Linked DNA regions of Sus scrofa: region 2 is linked to region 1. A link is a contact called in public HiChIP or PLAC-seq data. All regions are on one chromosome and are shown on one strand. The core of a region is the stretch at or near the end of the contact, and the rest is flanking DNA. Distances in the headings are between cores, read along the strand shown. Region 1 overlaps SSR2 (translocon-associated protein subunit beta). Region 2 overlaps GON4L (GON-4-like protein).

Evidence for each region. HiChIP or PLAC-seq counts read pairs in DNA pulled down with a chosen protein or histone mark.
Region 2: an H3K27ac HiChIP or PLAC-seq map of alveolar macrophages shows a contact between it and region 1. The contact joins two enhancer-like sites. A contact is called at or near these places in 1 of 47 Hi-C or Micro-C datasets (embryonic fibroblasts) and 1 of 2 datasets of contacts at active chromatin or transcription factors (alveolar macrophages).

What each region holds. Positions count from the first base shown.
Region 1 is chr4:94,020,469-94,023,168 of Sscrofa11.1, reverse strand. SSR2 (translocon-associated protein subunit beta) reads right to left here. Exons shown (of 6, transcript XM_001928470.5): 6 at 1,205-1,793. The coding sequence ends at 1,683. All of the region lies in intron 3 of LOC106510133 (a long non-coding RNA gene), which reads left to right. Among named protein-coding and RNA genes, the nearest start is that of SSR2, 11 kb to the right of the region's middle. Within about 2 kb of position 1,393, at least 3 of the 83 cell types and tissues checked have an H3K27ac peak or open chromatin away from gene starts, as enhancers often do. A contact at or near this core is called in alveolar macrophages, where this site is marked.
Region 2 is chr4:94,234,157-94,237,134 of Sscrofa11.1, reverse strand. It overlaps GON4L (GON-4-like protein), which reads right to left. Exons shown (of 34, transcript XM_021089699.1): 23 at 2,948-2,978; 24 at 1,449-1,704; 25 at 664-848. Among named protein-coding and RNA genes, the nearest start is that of MSTO1, 17 kb to the left of the region's middle. Within about 2 kb of position 1,669, at least 3 of the 83 cell types and tissues checked have an H3K27ac peak or open chromatin away from gene starts, as enhancers often do. A contact at or near this core is called in alveolar macrophages, where this site is marked.

The DNA of each region.
Region 1 (2,700 bases), core at 144-2,643:
CTCCCCCCCTCCCAACCCCCCAACAGAATCTAAGCTGGGAAACTTGGTGGCAGGAACAAAGCGGGTGTTTGTTGCGTTTCTCTCCTGCCTGGGAGGCTGTTCTCGGACCACGGCATTCCTGGGTTGGACAGAGTCAGCTCAGAGTGGCTTCTCCCCACTGCTGCTGCAGCAAAATCCACTGCCTTTCCATAGGCCATACTTAGGTAACAACTCAGGGGATCGGGCACTTCTGCCCGGCCTGAGTGCAAAGTGGAGGCAGTGAAAATAAATTCAAGGGAGTTCCCGTCGTGGCGCAGTGGTTAACGAATCCGACTAGGAAGCATGAGGTTGCGGGTTTGATCCCTGCCCTTGCTCAGTGGGTTAACGATCCAGCATTGCTGTGAGCTGTGGTGTAGGTTGCAGATGAGGCTTGGATCCCGCGTTGCTGTGGCTCTGGTGTAGGGTGGCAGCTACAGCTCCGATTCGACCCCTAGCCTGGGAACATCCCATATGCCGCAGGAACGGCCCAAGAAATGGCAAAAAGACAAATAAATAAATAAATAAATAAAAATAAAGGCATTAGTTTAAAAAAAAAAAAAAGAAAGAAAATAAATTCAAGCTTAAGAAAAGCTAGTTCCTAAATAGAAGAGCTGGAATCAAGCATAAGAGACAGCTTTTCAAGAACTGTGAGTGGAGTTCCTGTCGTGGCTCAGCGGAGACGAATCCGACTGGCATCCATGAGGACGCAGGTTCGATCCCTGGCCTCGCTCAGTGGGTTAATGATCCGCCACTGCTGTGGCCGTAGTGTAGGTCGGCAGCTACAACTCTGACTCTACCCCTAGCCTGGGAACCTCTGTATGCTGCCGGTGCAGCCCTAAAAAAAAAGAACTGTGAGTGTACAAATCAACCCCGTGGCCTCCTGGGGCACGAGAAGAAACACAGGCTCTCTCTCCCCAGCCTCTCTCCTCTACTGGGGAGAGGGGCTCACAGGCAACAAGGGTTCAGGAGAATGTGCGGTAACTCGTTAGAACAGAGAGGGAAATACCTGACGGAAGCCAAGGTGTTCAAACAGAGTGGGGCAGAGGGATATCCCTGTAGGAACAGGACACACAATCCCTAGAGCAAGGAGGCAGGAATTCAGCTCTCTTGCCCAGAAGCCTGGGCACTCAGGGCCTGAGTACCAATAGCAGTCGGAGCTCACTCAGGTGAGGGGAAAATGGACAACTCAGGGTGGCATTTGTTTTTATTAGAAAACCCCGTTTGGTAAGAGCTTCCCTAAGCCAGCAGAGACACTGGGTAACCTCCAAGAGCCCCCACAGCTTTCATCTGATCTTCCACTCTTTTCTGAAAGAGGAGGATGGGGGGATGCGGTGGTGTCAGGCAGGCTCAGAAGCGCCCCCTCCTGGACCTCTGAGAGTTCATATCACCAGCAACATACCCCACAGCACCTCAGTCAGTGGTGCACCGCAGGACCTCTAGGCTCAAGGCTGTTGCCGATAGCATTCCTGTTTGTGGGGCTTCACGATGGAACCAAGGAGGCTCTCATAGACTCCTAGGCCTGGGCCTTCACTCTGGCTGGGAGCAGGGCAGAATCCAGGAGAAGGTGGCCAAGGACTAAGGGAGAACAGGTTGCATTTGAGATACCCTTTGGAGTCTGGAAAGCACCTGGATTTCTTGGGACGGGAGGGCTGCGGAAGCCCCACTCAGTTCTTCTTGGTTTTGGGGGTGTCATATTTCCTCTTGCTGGAGTACCACAACAGCAGGGGGATGCCGATGGAAGGGAGGGTCATGACTCCGAAGGCTGCCCAGTCCAGCTGTGGAAGACAACAAAGGCCTTGCTTAGAGGTCTGGATTAGGGCACAAGGAAGGGACCAGGACGGAAGGGGTCCAGTGAGAGAGGGGGCAGTCCAGCCCAAATTTTGACCAGAACCTTGGCAAGAAGGTTCCTCTCTGGCCAGTCCAGACACAAAAACAACTCTCTAAAGACCAAGAGATCTTCCAAGCTATGAAACCAAAGGCCTCACCTGACCCAACAAATCTGGAAGAGAAGTTTCTCTCTTCCAAACAACCTTTGAAGAGGGAGATGCCCAGGTCTTGCCCTGACAGTCAACCCTCCTGTGACCTAACCCTGCCCACACCACCAGCCCCTCTTCCATCCCTCTTGCCTCACATTCTGCTCTCTGGCCTCACTAAACCACCTGCCCTTCCTGGATGGCACCACACTCTCTCTTCTGAGATACTCCCTCTTCCCAGATCGCCTACCCTTCCTTACCTCCTCTTTATCTAAACTTCCCTCCTCCAGAAAATCCTCCCTGACTCTCAATGACCAGGTTAGATGTTCCTGCTGCAGCTCCTCCAGCATTTTGCCCACCCCACTGACTTGTGCTGAGTCCTCTATAAGCCCATACATAAGATCTGTAATGGAAGGGGCTGTGTCTTGCTCACCACTGTTTTTTCAAAGCAAAGCACAGAACTGAGCATGTAATTAGGAACCTTGTAATTACTCACTGAGTGAATGAAGAAATGAATCTCCTCATTCATTACTTTAGGCAAACCTTCAAAAAAAATTCTCTCCTAGATTAGATTACAACAAACTTCCTATTTTAACCTTCTCGATGCTCTATGACTCTTTGTTTTTTTTTTTTTTTTTTTTTTTTTTTTGTCTTTTTTGTCTTTTTGTCTTTTGTTGTTGTTGTTGTTGCTATTTCTTGGGCCGCTCCC
Region 2 (2,978 bases), core at 420-2,919, 210 kb before region 1:
TGCCAGCCTACACCACAGCCACAGCAACATGGGATCCAAGCTGCATCTGTGACCTACACCACAGCTCACGGCAACACCGGATCCTTAACCCACTGAGTGAGGCCAGGGATCGAACCCACATCCTCATGGATACTAGTCAGGTTCTTTACCGCTGAAGCCACCATGGGAACTCCCTATCACTGTTACCTCTCTGCTCTGCAGGGGGGATAAAGGAATCAGCTGGTTACCAAAAGAATGAGATAGGGACCACTACCAGGAACAGGGTGGTTCCTGTCTCTGAAGATCACTGAGGTCCACTCCCTGGCCAGTGTACCAAAACAAAGGCCTTTCTTCTCAAGCCAAGGGCTCAGTAAAGGTCCTTCTTAGCCAACCCAGTGAAGCCACAATCTCTCAGTGATGATGGAGGAATTATCATTCCCCAATTTCTGGGTAACAGAAGGGTGATATGCTAAGGCAGCAATAATAGATCTGCTTATGACTGAACTCTGTGTTCTTGTGCTTCTCTCACACAGTCCTTTCGGTAATTCCAGGAAAGCAAAGGCAGGGGCAAAGAAGGCTGTTGTACAGCCTGAAAAGCAGACTTCATTTCAAAGAGCCCTCCCTTGAAGGAGAAGCAGTCTCATTCAGAGGGACGGGCAGGAAGAGGAAGCAGCATTTGCCTACCCTGGTCAGATACGCCTGAGCAAAGGCCAAATCCTTCTGCTCCCTGAGTGGGTCCCGCTCGAGGATGTCCTCATCATACAGCAACAGCAGCTTGGAGGTGTCCTTGCTGGCCCGGGCCCGACTGCCCCGCTTGCTGCGAGCTCGATGATTGCTCCGGCCTTTTCCAGCAGCTTTGATGCTCTCTCCTTGGAGTACATGTGAAAACGACTGTTTCTCCCTTCCTGCAACCTCTACTCTTCCCAGCCCTCCGCATGGATTACCCTCCACCCCAATCCAAATCTCAGTCAATGTCATGGAGCAACTTGGGGGAAAATGGTATGAGAGGCACTGCTGACTCTGTCAAGTTAGCTCTCTGCAGAGTCGGCAACAGAACTGCATTAACTGGGATAATAACAAGCTATTTAGCTACTGCATATTGAAAACGGAAGTCTAAACAGTGAGTATGGTCTGATGTTGGGCACCCAAGGGACTAGATGTCTTGGTGAGAAACAGGTAGCACTTTCTGAAATAAACATAGCTCTTGGCTATAGATGAGTCAAGAACCAGTATGAAAACTTGCATGATCTAAGCAGCTAATGAGAGTCAAATTTAAAATTGCTGAGCAGCTCTCCTCTGCAACAGCACCACATTAAACACCTGTTTGGGGGAAGGGTGACTGGCAGGGGGGTATCCGGAGGATTTCCTCTGGAAACCGGCACCTGTTTTACAAGCTGGCTACTCTGCACTTGTCCCTGAGACAGTGAGGCCACCTGAGACCTTCCCCGGTTCAGGCTTGCCCAACTCACCTGGTGGGGTCCTGCTGGTCTCCACTTCTGGGGCAGTCTTGGGAGAGGCGAAGGTAGTAGGAGGCTTCTCAGCAGGGTCTCCAATGGCTTCGTCTGTCATTTCATCCTCTTTCTGCAGGCTTTCCATTCCTTCTGCTTCTTCTTCCTCTTCTTCCTCTGGCTCGGAGTTCTCTTCCTGGGAGTTCTCTTCCTCCGACTCACCCTCCTGACTCATGCGTCTTTCAGATGCGAGCCAAGTCAGTTTCTCCATGGTTTCCTGCAACCCCCCATCAAAGTGTTCATGAGGGCTATAATGGCTCATCAGGTGCTGACTGCACAGAGTTTTCCGGGAGGAACTAAGGTTAATCAATTAGTCGGGGTGGGGTGGGGGTGGGAGGCAGATGTGTCTTGAAAGGGCTACCTCAACCATGAAGATAACTTTCCTTTGCCAGGGTCCATACTTTTTTTTTTTTTTTTGTCTTTTTGCTATTTCTTGGGCCGCTCCCGCAGCATATGGAGGTTCCCAAGCTAGGGGTCCAGTTGGAGCTTCAGCCACCAGCCTATGCCAGAGCCACAGCAACACTGGATCCGAGCCGTGTCTGCAGCCTACACCACAGCTCATGGCAACGCCGGATCATTAACCCACTGAGCAAGGGCAGGGACCGAACCCGCAACCTCATGGTTCCTAGTCAGATTCGTTAACCACTGCGCCACAATGGGAACTCCAGGTCCATACTTTTGACTTTTTTTTTCATTTAAATTGTGCACAGGTGATTCAATTTGAAGTTTAAATGAAATTTAAATCAATTATAGAAAGAAAATTTCACCCTTTCCCTCTCCTCTCACCTTAACTCCAAAACCATGTCCATAATACATTCAAAAGTCAAAATAAGAAGTTCCTGTTGTGACTCACTGGGTCACGAACCCAACCAGTATCCATGAGGATGTGGGCTGGATCCCCGGCCTCGCTCACTGTATTAAAGGATCCAGCACAGGTTGTAGATGCAGCTCGGATCTGACATTGCTGTGGCTGTGGTGGACGCCGGCAGCTGCAGCTCCAATTCAACCCCTAACCTGGGAACTTCCATATGCCCCACGAGCAGCCCTAATAAGCTGGGAAAAAAAAGTCAAAATAAAAATGATGGGTGTTCCCGTTATGGCACAGTGGAAACGGATCCAAATAGTATCCATGAGGATGCGGGTTCAATCCCTGGCTTCACTTGATGGGTCAGGATCCGGTGTTGCCCTGAGCAGTGGTATAGGTCACAGATGTGGCTCGGATCCTGTGTTGCTGTGGCTGTGGTGTAGGCCAGCAGCTGCAGCTCTGATTTGACCCCTAGCCTGGGAATTTCCATATGCCGTGGGTACAGCCTGAAAAAGAACAAAAAAAAAAAAAAAAAAAAAAAAAAAAAAAAAGGTTTTAGGACTATCTATAGCACAATGAGTAAGCAGGTGGCCTATTGATAAATTAAACCTATTACTGAATCCACAAACATTTCATAATATTCCCCAGCTCTCACCTGGAGTTCTGGGACAGAGAGCACAGACTCC